2 separate regions of the Bos taurus genome follow, and region 1 is linked to region 2. Evidence: chromatin contacts called from public Hi-C data. All regions are on one chromosome and are shown on one strand. The core of a region is the stretch at or near the end of the contact, and the rest is flanking DNA. Distances in the headings are between cores, read along the strand shown. Region 1 overlaps NAV2 (neuron navigator 2). Region 2 overlaps NAV2 (neuron navigator 2).

Region 1 (5,777 bases), core at 1,394-3,893, 130 kb after region 2:
GAAAGACCGTTCCGTATGTGCCAAACGCTTTCAAAACACTATCTCCTTTCTTTTTCTGTACACTGAAGAAGCAGGCTATCACTGAATAAGTGGGAAACAGGCTTAGAAAAGGAACCCAATTCGCCAAGGTCACACAAGGAATATGAAGGTCAGATCTTCTGACCATGAATCTCAAGTTTCTTCCATTCGACCATGTCTCCAGAGCAGCATGGTGAGAGGATCATGAGTTCTCAACAAAATTTCAGTTTCTTATCTTGATTTCAGTTCAGGCACATATGGTCTATTTTAGGGCCAAAATACTCCCAACCTCGTCCAAATGGTTCTTTTCATCTTTACCTCAACTCAAGCTTGGTGGCCTCCAACCTTGCCATCATAAATCTGTAGAGCCACTCTGTAGCTGCTGGCCCTTGCAAAATAGCTGGAAAGGGTGCTTTCGGTGCTCTATAAGCTGAAGACAAAGATAAATGAGACTGGGTTTTCTAGATGAGAGCCATGCAAAGGCTAAACAGGAAATACAGAGGACCTTCGGGTCTACCTGTGACACAGATCTCTCCGCTCAGGGTACGCTTGCAGATCTCCCTGGTCCATTGTTCAAGAATCTGCTTGCCAAGGCGGGGGACACAGGTTCGATCCCTAGTCTGGGAAGATTCCACATTCACAGGGCCACTGGGTCCATGTGCCACAACCACTGAGCCCGCCCTCTGGAGCCTGTGAGCCGCAACTCCCGAGCCCACGTGCTGCAGCTTCGGAAGCCAGCTCACTGTAGAGCCTGAGCTCCGCAACAAGAAAAGCCACCACAATGAGAAGCCCGTGTATCACACCTAGAGAGTAGCCCCTGCTCATCGCAACTGGAGAAAGTCCACACACAGCAACGAAGATCCAGCACAGCCAAAAATAAGTAAACGATTGAACGAATTTTTTTAAAAAAGGTACCTTTGCAAAACACTGAGTAGAGACAGAGGAGCCTGCAGACTCTACTAGAGAGGGTAGTCCTGAAGAAAGCAGAAAATACTCTACTAGAACAAATAGAGGAACCAAGATCACAATGAAATGCCGGCACACGAAGGGAAAGAAGGGAAGGGCAGCCATCTGTTAAAAATCTCGTTCATGGGCTTAAAAGCAATGAAGTTAACAATCAGCCTCTTGGCTCTTCATTTTTCTTATTAGTAAAATGAAAACATCTTATAAAGTTCAGGAATATATATAGTACCTGGCACACAGAAGATGTGTGATATACATTGGCCCCTAATCCATCATCCATCTAGAGCTGCGGAGTAGGCATATGTTTTTCCTGCATGTGTAAGCATCCTTTGGTAACTGTGAGCTCACAGTCCCCGCTTTATCCTGACGAGGACCTATACTGATCAAAAGTGAGATCGCAAAAGAAGGAGTACCACATGGTCAGCCTGAGAACTGATCCTGTCGGTCAGAGACCCCAGAGCAAGGCCTGGGATGGAGGAGACCCTCGTTAAAAATGTGTTGACTTGAAATAATTAAAAATGCAGTCTCTTTGCAGCACAGATTAATGGAGACTTTCCCTTGGTTGGATACGTGGGGATGATCTGAGTAAGGCCAAAGCGGCTGCGTTGATGATGCTCACCAACGAAGAGCCCTGTGAAGGGCAGGAAGTCTGTTCCAACAGAAGGGCAGAAGGGAATGGGATATAGTGCATACTGTTACCCCGCACCAGGCTCTGAACTGGGTATTATATGTGCATCCTATCCCATTTAATCTGGGCAACACCATCACTATTATGAGAACGGTGTGGAAGGGTCTAGCAGTTCTGCGCATGTCACCTCATTCAATCGGTCACCGCAACTCCAGGCGTTAATATTCTCATCTGTAGATGAGGGAAGCCTGGTCCCCAGAGAAGAAAGTGAGAACAGAAGAGGTCCCCTCGGGGCCTGCCCTATTGTCAGACCCCCCACATCTTGCCTCCCACTGTGAACATTTACCACCATCTGTCTTGGGTTAGACTTAACTACTGAGCACAGGTCAGCCTCCCCCTTGGGCCTGGAGCAATTCTCCAGGGCAAGAATTGGAAGGCTGTGGGAGTGGGGTTTTCCTAAAGCCCAGGGAACTACATTCCAGAGGCTGCCACATACTCTGCTGAAACACTCAGCCGGCCCTGGTCCGGGGGTGGCCTGGAGGCCTGAGACAGTCTAAGGGCAGTGAGCGGTGCCAAGAGGCAAGAGGGCAAGCTGGCAAAGGATGGACAGACATCAGCTATTTCAGACAATGCCGCGCAGGCTGGAGCCCGGGAGCTGGCCTTGACTCTCTGGCGCCTCCATGCCCCCAGGTCAGGCGGAGTTTTAGGAGAGAGTCTCTCTGACCCCATGTCCCCATTCCTGGGGCCTTGGCCTTACCCAGAGCTGTGTCACCCGACCCTGGGCTCTGAGAGCTCCTGGCCTGAGCCCACCCCCGCCCGTCTTGAATCTCCAGCCAACCCACCCCCAAACAACGCACCACTCTTACAGAACTACACCCCGCACCCATTATGTCTTCATGCCTTTGTTCTTGACCTCGGTCTGCCTGGCTGCTTGCTTATCCTTCAAGGCTCAGCTCACAGGTCCTGAAGGTGCTATAGCTGCTGCTGGTGGGGGACACCACACACAGTGCTGAGTGCTCTGTCCACGCAGACTCTGGGCCAAGTTCACGGGCATGAACTCACTGAAGCCACACAAGAGCTCTGAGACGGGCCCGGGAGCGTGCTCCGGGGCACCGAGCCCAGAGCAGAGCAGCCAGGCTGGCCTTCGTGCCACGGCCCCCAGCTCCCAGCACACCCTCGTCTCCACTCACTGTCCTCTTGGAAGGCACTGCAGCTTCCCTTCTCCGGAGCTCCCCGCCCTGACACTGACCTGTCACCTGCCTGTTCCATGAGCATCCTCAGGGATGCTCTGCATCTCATTCATTTCCCTCAGCCTTCCTGTCTTCGGCACAGTCTCCAGTACACAACAAACTCCGTAAACACTTTTTAAATGGCAATTTACTGCCTTTTGCCTGGAGCCTCCCCAGAAGGCAGGCCCCAGGAAGGGTTTCCAGGTCCAGGGGAGCCCATGTGTGGGAGGATGTCGCTGAGGATGGGCGAGCAGGCGGCGGGCAGTCCCTTCAGAAGACTTTCTTCTCTCCAAAGCGCCCACTTTCATTCACTCCTCCCCTTCCTTCCCTGCAGGATTCTGCGGTCAGGGGTGGGAGTGGGAAGGGATCAAATCTCAAAGCAAGCTAGGAATTTCCCAAGCAGTCGGGGCCCAGTTTTCCTAAGAAGACAAGGCACCCCTCTCCCCCCACTTTTTCCCCCTCTCTTCCCCATAAATTACTAAGCCAACATTTGCTCTTATGAGTAACGGTCTGAGCTGCCCATGTCAAAGTTGGACCACACTTCATTTCTCCACAGGGCTGTTCTCCAGGAAATCTTTTTTGCGTTCTGTCCTCTGCCTGCTAAATCTATCGTCACTGCCGACAGTGGCGCGAGCAGGCTTGGGAAGCTGGAGAATTTCTCTACTTTCACCATGTCCTGAGCTCAACTGTTCTTTCTCCTCTGATTAAACTGCCTGCTCAGCTGCCTACAAGGGCTGAGTGATTGCCCACACTCAGTAAATCAAGCAAGTCTGCGGTGTGGGGAAGAAGACGTGCTCAAAAGCGATGCCGCCCCAGCCACTGGGGACAGACTACTCATCTTGGTAGCCAGGGCCATCAGTCCGCAGCGCTGCCCGGGTCAGATGACATCACAGCCAGGTGAGGAGAGCTGGCGTGTGCTCACCGACACTTCGGGAAATGAATCCTGCCCGCTGCACAACCCCCTGTGCTCGCTCAGGGTTTGCCTATGATTTTTAACACCAAGGAAAGTATCAGAAGGGGCCAAGCATTCCTGGTTTCTGTGAATTCATACACTGCTAAGACTTGTATAAATCACCAAGGGAAGTGAGGAAACACCAAGGGAAGCAGGGAGGAACAGAGAGGCTGAAAGACTGGGAACTGGCCCAGTTCCACCACTGGCACACTGGGCTACCCCGGGCCCAAGGCTTCACGCTGGAGCACCACTGCAATTTGTTTTTGTTTTTTGACATCACATGACTTGCAAAATCTCAGTTCCCTAACCAGGGATTGAACCTGTGCCTTCCCCACTGAAAGTAAAGAGTCCTAACCACTGGCCCGCTAGGGAGCTCCCTGGATTTTTGATGTGTGAGTGTGTATAAAAGGAATGCAGGGCATTAGGGACAAGTGGTCTGCCCAAGGCCCTACAGATCTGTCTAGACAGCAGTCTCCACCTTTCCATGGCAGTTCAGCCTCCTGAACATCACTGAGACCTGACCAGTGTCCGACGGGAGACCTGGAACTCCCAAGCCTTCCAGGAACCCCAAAACCAAGATCACTTCAGAGGGATCAACCTGGAGAAACATGAGCCCACCTTTTCAAGTCTCAGAGGTACCTGCCACATCCGCTGGACCCTATCATGACTTAGCGCCTTTCAGGACAGCCTCACCTAAAACTGTTTCTCTTGGCTCTGGCATGCATTTTGGCCAAAAGGAGTGTTTTGGCTTCCTTCCCTATCAGTTTGCCAGGAACAACAGCCTGTCAAGGTGACTTCAGGTCTGGCCTGGAAAGACCAAGAGAAACATTTAGCAGAGAAGAAAGAGCCCAGCTGTATCCTATGCTGACTTGATGAGAAATGCTTCCCTCATTTGTCCCAAGATGGTCTCTGAAGGAAGGAAGAGAGGAACAGGGCACCTTCGCTCCCGTCCCCATGGCGTATGGCCTTCGTACTTTCTTTCCCTTGCACTGTCGGTGTCCAGCTCGCTGGGATTGAGGGAGGCACAGGTTTGGAATAAATAGAGCCATGGAAAGGAAGACCATGTGGCCAGGGCGTCAAGCTCAAGGGGCTTCAACCTGAGGCGCATCTTCTTTCAGAGGCCTGTGACCGCTCTTGTTTCACTGAAGGTCCCTGTAGCCTTTAGTCAGTGGGTATCGACTGGTCACTTACTATGGAACAGGCACTGTGCTAGCCAATGCAGACAGGGGAGCCCGTAAGACAGACTGCACTTTGACCTTTAAGAGCTGGTAACAGGCATGGGCTCTGTCCGTTTCTCATAATCAGTGTACTGAAACAATCTGAAAAGGTGTTTTGTATGGATGCCTGGTTTGATTTTATACACACATTATATATGTGTAATAATTCTGGTGCAATGCTGTCAGTGCTATTACAGGTATGTCGAAGATGATCAGAGCCCAGAAGAAAGAATCACTGGCTCTGCCTGGATAGAATCGGGGAAGGCTTCCTGGAGGAGGTGACCTGGCAAGCAATGATGGGAAAGGCAACACAGGGTGCTATGCATGAGAAGGATGCACGGAAGCATAAAACACCCTGTGTGGTTAAATGTCTGTGTTTCCCCCACCCCTGAAAAATCATATGGTGAAGCCCTAGTCACCAGTTTGATGGTATTTGGAGATGGGGCCTCTGGAAGTTAAATGGATTTGAAGAGGTCACAAGGGTGGGGGCCCCCAAGTGGGATTAAGGCCCTTAGAAGAGGAAGACACTCCAGACCTGCTTCTCTCTGCTTTGGGAGGACCATAGCAAGCCAGCAAGGGGTGCTCACCAGAACGTGACCATGCTGGTACTTTGATCATGAACTTCCAGGCTCCAGAACTATGAGAAGCAGATGTCTGTTATTGAAGTCACTCAGCCTATGGTATTTTGTCATCACAGCTGGAGTGAAGACATGCCATGACATTTCTATGGAGGGGTAAGGATTCGTAAGGACGGGTTCCTCAGCTTCAGA
Region 2 (6,403 bases), core at 3,563-6,062:
CAGCCACTGCACGGATAATGAACAGGGTTGAGAAGACACCTCACAACCCTAAGCTGGGACCAAGGCAGACTGTCCAAGCATTTCCACTGCTCCCTGAGAGGCAGAACCAAGCCTATTTGTTGACTTTGGGGTTTAAGACATCGACTTGAGCCCCAATCCACTGCTCAGTACCATATGAGTAGCCTTAGGTACGTGGCCATCAGCCTCAAGCCTCAGTTTCCTCCTCTGTAAAATGGGATCATGACAACTACTTCCTTGAAGGTCCTGCTGTGGGGAGACCCCTTTCAGGGGCAAGCCATCTGTAAATGACAGCTGTTGTTCGTATTGTTATTGTTGCTCCACAAAAGAAGGTTTCATTTTGGGAAAACAGGAGAATCTAGTAGGCATGTGATGAATTCTTGGTAAAGTGAAATGGAAGCATCTGGGTTAAAGAACTACCAGCTTTGAGCATCATGCCCAACTCATAGCAGGGAAGTAAGAAATAAACTATTGGGTTGGGCAAAAAATTCATTCAGGTTTTTCCGTAAAACCCAAAATGTACGGAAAACCCGTAAACTTACACAGAAAACCTGAATGAGTTTTTTGGCCAACCCAATACATCAACTTACACGTGGAACTTCTTGCTGGCGAGTTTGGGGTCAGAGCCTTCCTTTCCGCTGGATCCTTTCTACCCTCCTTTCCCAGACTTTTATAACCAGCAAAGGTGAGCACTGTAGGAAACGCTGCTTTGCCATCAGGGTGGTGGTGGCCTCAGTAGCTCTGAAAGGGCTGAGCAGCAGCCTCCGAATGACCGCCTCACCTTGCTGGACTTGTGGTCCACGTTGAAGGTGGCGACGACCCCGTCGGTCAGCTCCCGCCCCTCCCGGAGCACCAGGTACTCTGACAGCCGGTTGGCCAGGTAGGTTTTCCCGGTGCCGCTGGGCCCCGAGAGGATGATCCGCCGGTGCTCCACGAGCAGGGACACATAGCGCTGCAGGATGGGCTTGGGGATCAGCGACTCGAACACCAGTGAGTCCAGGCTGTTTTCTGCGAGCCCTGTGTTTGAGAGAGACAGGAAGTGTTCACAGCCTGGCAGAGCGGGTGGCTCTCTCTGCCTGCCAAAACCCTGGGCTATCCCTTTTCTGGGCAGCCCCCTCATCAGAGACCCCCACCCACCCAGGGACACTGCAGGCTTCCTGCTCCCCAGCAGCCTGTACTCTGGCCCCTGCCTAGGCTGATGGTTCCAGACTCAGGTTTACCTTTCGTGTCTGGACACTTGGTTCTCATCTGTCCTCTGCAGAATTCCTAAGACGCTGCGCTTAGATTGTTTTTCAGGATTTACCGTTAGCGGTGGTGCTCGCTGAGATCTATTGTGAATCTCCCGTGTCTACCTGGACCCGTGGGCTGCCTCTTCACCCTCTTTCTTTCCTGCGTGCCCACACTGAGATACACCACGAAGGTATCAACACTTTTATTATTAAAAAGAGAAAAAATGCAAGCAGGGATCATTTGATTTGGGGATGTAAATACTGGCAGACCTACTCTGAGCCTCTCCCACGACATGAGGATCATTCCCCCTCCTCTCTTGGAACAACTTCATTACTCAGGGCTGTTGGCTTTCTAAGAGCTGTTTTCTTGATATCATTCTCAAGAGAGGATCCAGCCAAGGTTACTTGTCCAGAACCTAAGGTAATTCTATTAAAAAAGCACCTCAACTTTCAATGGCTGAGTCAAAGATCTCTCTTGGTAAACGTCGCATTGCACTTGAAAATATATTGGTTATTTTCAAATGTCTTTTGATACTGATTTCTAACATAATTCCACAAAAGAACAGACTCTGTATGATTTCAATACCTTTAGACCATGACATTTTTGCATCTTGTTTTATATGTCCCTAGATATGTTCCACTGTTTCCTGGTTTAGTTTATGGGAACTTGAATAGAATTTATATCCTGCTGCTGTGTGAAAACTGTATAAATCTTAATTATGTTGAGTTGGTTCATAGTGCTTTTCAAGTCTACTATATCCTTCTACTTTTCTGCCTATTCATTCTATTAATTTTTGAAAGTTTGATATTGAAACTCCAACTAAAAACTTAATTTATCTGATTAAAAAATAATAGTAATATAATAGAACTACATATAACTTTGTTCTATATTTTCCAAGTCTTCCTGTAAATGTGTTATCATAATTTCATAATTAAATTTTTTTTAAAAAAAGTACCTCAAGAAACCATTATATATAGGAAAAAATAAATTGAAAGGAACTTATTTTGTTTTATAATAGCATTTTTCCATCTACATAATTAATTCATTACAAACAGATCCCCATAATGCAAGTATATGCTTGTTTCCAATCCTCCTCAACCAATGCAGTGACTATTCCAGTGGCTTCCCTGGTGGCTCAGTGGTAAAGAGTCCACCTGCAATGCAGGAGACACAAGAGATGTGGGTTTGATCCCTGGGCTGGGAAGATCCCCTGGAGAAGGAAAATGGCAACCCACTCCAGTATTCTTTTTTTACTCCAGTATTCTTGCCCAGGGAAATCCCATGGATAGAGGAGCCTGGTGGGCTACAGTCCATGGGGTTTTAAAAAGAGTTGGACACAACTTAGAGACAAAACAAAAAACAAATCACCCTGATGAAGGATCCCCAATTACATCTGGGTACAGGTCTAAAACCTTCCTAAAACTGGTCTCAATAGCGCCTACACTGGCTCAAAGCTTGATGCAAAGTATGGGGGAAGGGGTGGGGTCTCCTGTCTAAACTTAACAACAACACAGGGCAGGGATTAAAACACACTGAAACCCCTCTCTCTGCTCTTCAGTGCTGTTTCAGCCTCTTGCCATAAACTCCAAGGGAAGGAGTACTTTGCAGACGAACTCACTTCAGAGCACATAAAGCCACAGCCCCTGCCCCAGTACCACTGAGGTGAATCATCTGCAGCTCATGGATCTCTTTCAGCTCAAATCCTTTGGTGGTTTTTAGTGCCTTGAAGGCCTAAGTGTCAGGCACTACAGGGAAACACAGAAGACTCAGGTATCACTTAAAAACAAGCCCGAGCTCACCCCTGGAGATGCTGAAACAACCTCATGTGCTGAGAGCAGCACCACCTGCAACTCCACGGTGGGGTGGCCTGGATGGGAGGCAGATAATCCTGCCACTGTTTGGTCTGATCTAAGTAATGGGTCACTCCTTTTACCTGTCAGCATTTCCAGTGTTCACCTGCTCGCCAGCGTGGATGAAAGGCAATTTAAGGTCATGGCGTATCAGGCTTTCCTTAAAGGGTTCTCGGGGTGGACAGCTGTTGTTAGGGTGTGCTTGGCAGCCCTCCCTTCTCTCCTTGCAGTGGGGCTCTTGTAGGGAGTTCATTCCAGCTGTCCAAGCAGAGCTGACCAGCACCTGCATCTACCAAAGCTGGGTGTGTGGCCAGGCTGAGCCAAAGCCTCTCCCTGGTCCCTGTGACTGGTTTGGTAATGTGATGAGTATTTGATTCACAGTGGGCCAGAATCCCGGGTAGTGCTAGTGGTAAGGAATCTGCCTGCCAATGCAGGAGATGTTAAGAGAAGCAGTTTCAATTACTGGGTTGGGAAGATCCCCCGGAGGAGGGCATGACTACCCACTACAGTGTTCTTGCCTGGAGAATGCCACGGACAGAGGAGCCTGGTGGGTTACAGTTCATGGGATTGCAAAGAGTTAGACATGACTAAGCGACTTAGCTTGCACACACAGGCCAGAATCACCCCTAAGAATTTCCTGTTACACTTGTCCTCTTTTAAAAGCTTCCTAAGTTTAGAAGGATGAGTCAGGGCCATTGATCAGCCAGGTGCAGAAAATTCAATAAATAAGCAAAGCTGAGGTAGGCCTGGTCCTGACGGCATTGCTGGAGCTCCTGGTTCCACCTGTGCTTGAAGTCCATGCTTGGATTTTCCAAGTACCTGAGCCTGTGTGTTTCCTTTTGGCTAAAGCTAGTTTTTGAGTAGGTTTCTGTCACCTGCAGCCCAAGGCCACAATTGTGGAATGAATGCTAACAAATAAGGCTGTGTATGTGGCTCAAACAGGAACCTGCTGCTTGTCATCAGAGAAGCAAGACCTTCCTTCCTACTGATGAAGAATGCTGGGTGCTTTCGGAAAACCTCCCAACCAGGAGACAAAGTTTGCATCAAACAGCCCCCAAACTACAGTCAAAATCAGTGCCTTCTGGGGAAGATATAAGATGCTGTGAAGGTTGAGCTTAGAACAGTGTTTAGCAATCTCTTCTTTAGGTGGTTCATAAAATATAGGAAAAAGGGGTTTTGCAGTCATATGCATTTGTATAAGATTGGATCATTCAGCCTTTTTAACAGTTAAGAATCAGGACATTAAAGTGGTAAGTGTTAGTCAGTCATGTCCAACTCCTTGTAGCCCCATGGACTGTAGCCTATCAGGCTCTTCTGTCCATGGAATTTTCCAGGCAAGAATACTGGAGTGGATAGCCATTTCCTTCTCCAGGGGATCTTCCCAACCCACGGATAGAACCTGGGTCTCCTCCACTGCAGGCGGATTCTTTACTGTCTCAGCCACCAGGGAAGCCCCAGGACATTAAAGGACAGAGGTTTTAGAGAACCCATATGCCTGTTCACCACCCCCAAACTCAGATGGGAATAATGATTATTTGGCCATGAAATTTTTCCCCCCACATACTCTGTGAGTCTAAAGTTCCAGAGAATACAGTTTGGCCTGAGGTGTAGCCTCTCTGGGTGATGAGGCAATCAGAGGGTTGAGTAGCATCTTGCGTGGGCAGGAGCGTCAGCGCTTCTTGGGGTTTTCTGAGTGACTCCTCCCTGGCCACAGTGCCCTGTGGCCTCTCCCATCTGTAGAGCAGGACCGTGTCCAAGGCTTGCCAGCAAGAGTAACTCACAGGTATCAGCAGAGCCCCATTTCAACATTAAGATTCCATTATGTCAGAGTCATAAGGCTAATGGGACCTCTTGTTATGTAATTTCAGCAATAAACTAAAATTGTTTGTTTCCAATGGTGGTTGAAAATGCTGAAGACTGTTGCTTAGGTAAGTGTAACTGTGGTGGCAGAGGGGAAAAAAAATAAAACCCACATTCACACACACAAATGAAATCCTGGCCACTGGTTCCTGTGCCAAGTCACAGAACAAACAATGCAATTCTGGAATCTCCCCTCCTGCACGTGGCCGGATTACCTTTGACCGCCACGGAGATGGTCGTGTTCTCCCCCACCAGGTAGCCGCAAGGAAGCAGTTCGGGGGTCTCGGAGGTGTTGCTGCGCTTGACGTCCCCGATGCTGTAGCCAAGGACGCTGTCAGAGTTCAGCCCCAGCTGACTCACTGGGTCAATGTGAATGATGTACTCCTGGAAAAAATCAAATAAAGACCCCGTTAAAGATGTGGGGAAAAAATCTGTGGAAGACTCACGGTTTCATTGGGTGATTTATGATCATTTTCTCCTCTTCCCCAGCTGATGCCTGAGTTGAAACTGACCTATGGAATGGGGGGCAGAAGAGCTGAGTTTCAATGGAGGGGGCGGTGTCCTCATATCACAGGCCCCCTAAAGCACAGATTTATGTGGTTAGTGATGGGAGGGTGGCAAACTCTCACAAGATGGTGAACGTGTAGTCTGGATAAACCAAGCAGAGAAGCTATGGTGCCTTTCCTCTAAGTTCAGCTGAAGTTTTAAAGACACTGGGGCCTGTGAATGGGGCTGGAAAATGCATGAAGAAGTGCATGAAATGCATGAAAATTCTGATAAGAAATCTCTCCACCAGTCCCTTCTTTTGGCTCAGGTCAAGGGCCATACTAAATGACAAAGGGAACAAAACTCCGGGCTGCTAAAAAAAAAAGCAGCTCTAGAGTTTTACATAAACAAACATGTGTTTAATTTGGAAAGTGTTCCAAATTAGATGAGTGATTGAGAGGTTTTAGGTCAGTGACCTTGGAACAAAGTCCACAGGCTCTGTGGTAGCCAAACAACTGAGATGGAATCCTGATAACAAGCTGCTGCCTTTAATGGTCTCACTTCTCACCTGTGACACCTCCCTGGCTCTTTTCAGCCTGATCTGTGGTCATTTTAATCCGAGGATGTCCCAACTGCCCATGAACAGAGACAAGGTTCTGGCCGGGGCAGCAGGCTTGGTCTGCCCTAAGCCATTTCCACCCTTTTACCCCGTCCCACTTCTGCAGACTGGTCTGCCAAAATGGGAAGCAAGCTTGAGTCCAAGGACACAACTTTCTCTGTGTGAAGCCACCTCAGTCTAGATGCTGGGAAACTAGAGCGTACTAGGTTAAAAGTCAGATTTCGAAATCAGACCAACAACCAGACCAATATGGTCTCTGACACAGAAAAAATGTGGGCTATTATTAATACTTGGGGATGTGATGAATGAACACTCTGGTCACTGACCTACTTTAGGGCAA

Evidence for each region. Hi-C and Micro-C count contacts between places; a contact is called where the count stands out from the background.
Region 1: a contact with region 2 is called in a Hi-C map of liver, with 4 times the contacts expected there. The contact joins two enhancer-like sites. A contact is called at or near these places in 4 of 11 Hi-C or Micro-C datasets (liver, skeletal muscle and skin fibroblasts).

Annotation. Positions count from the first base shown.
Region 1 is chr29:24,951,323-24,957,099 of ARS-UCD2.0, forward strand. The region is part of intron 11 of NAV2 (neuron navigator 2); the gene reads right to left. Among named protein-coding and RNA genes, the nearest start is that of MIR449D, 9.0 kb to the right of the region's middle. Within about 2 kb of position 2,644, at least 5 of the 102 cell types and tissues checked have an H3K27ac peak or open chromatin away from gene starts, as enhancers often do. A contact at or near this core is called in liver, where this site is marked.
Region 2 is chr29:24,819,014-24,825,416 of ARS-UCD2.0, forward strand. It overlaps NAV2 (neuron navigator 2), which reads right to left. Exons shown (of 37, transcript XM_059883049.1): 30 at 5,174-5,342; 31 at 800-1,035. Among named protein-coding and RNA genes, the nearest start is that of DBX1, 64 kb to the left of the region's middle. Within about 2 kb of position 4,813, at least 5 of the 102 cell types and tissues checked have an H3K27ac peak or open chromatin away from gene starts, as enhancers often do. A contact at or near this core is called in liver, where this site is marked.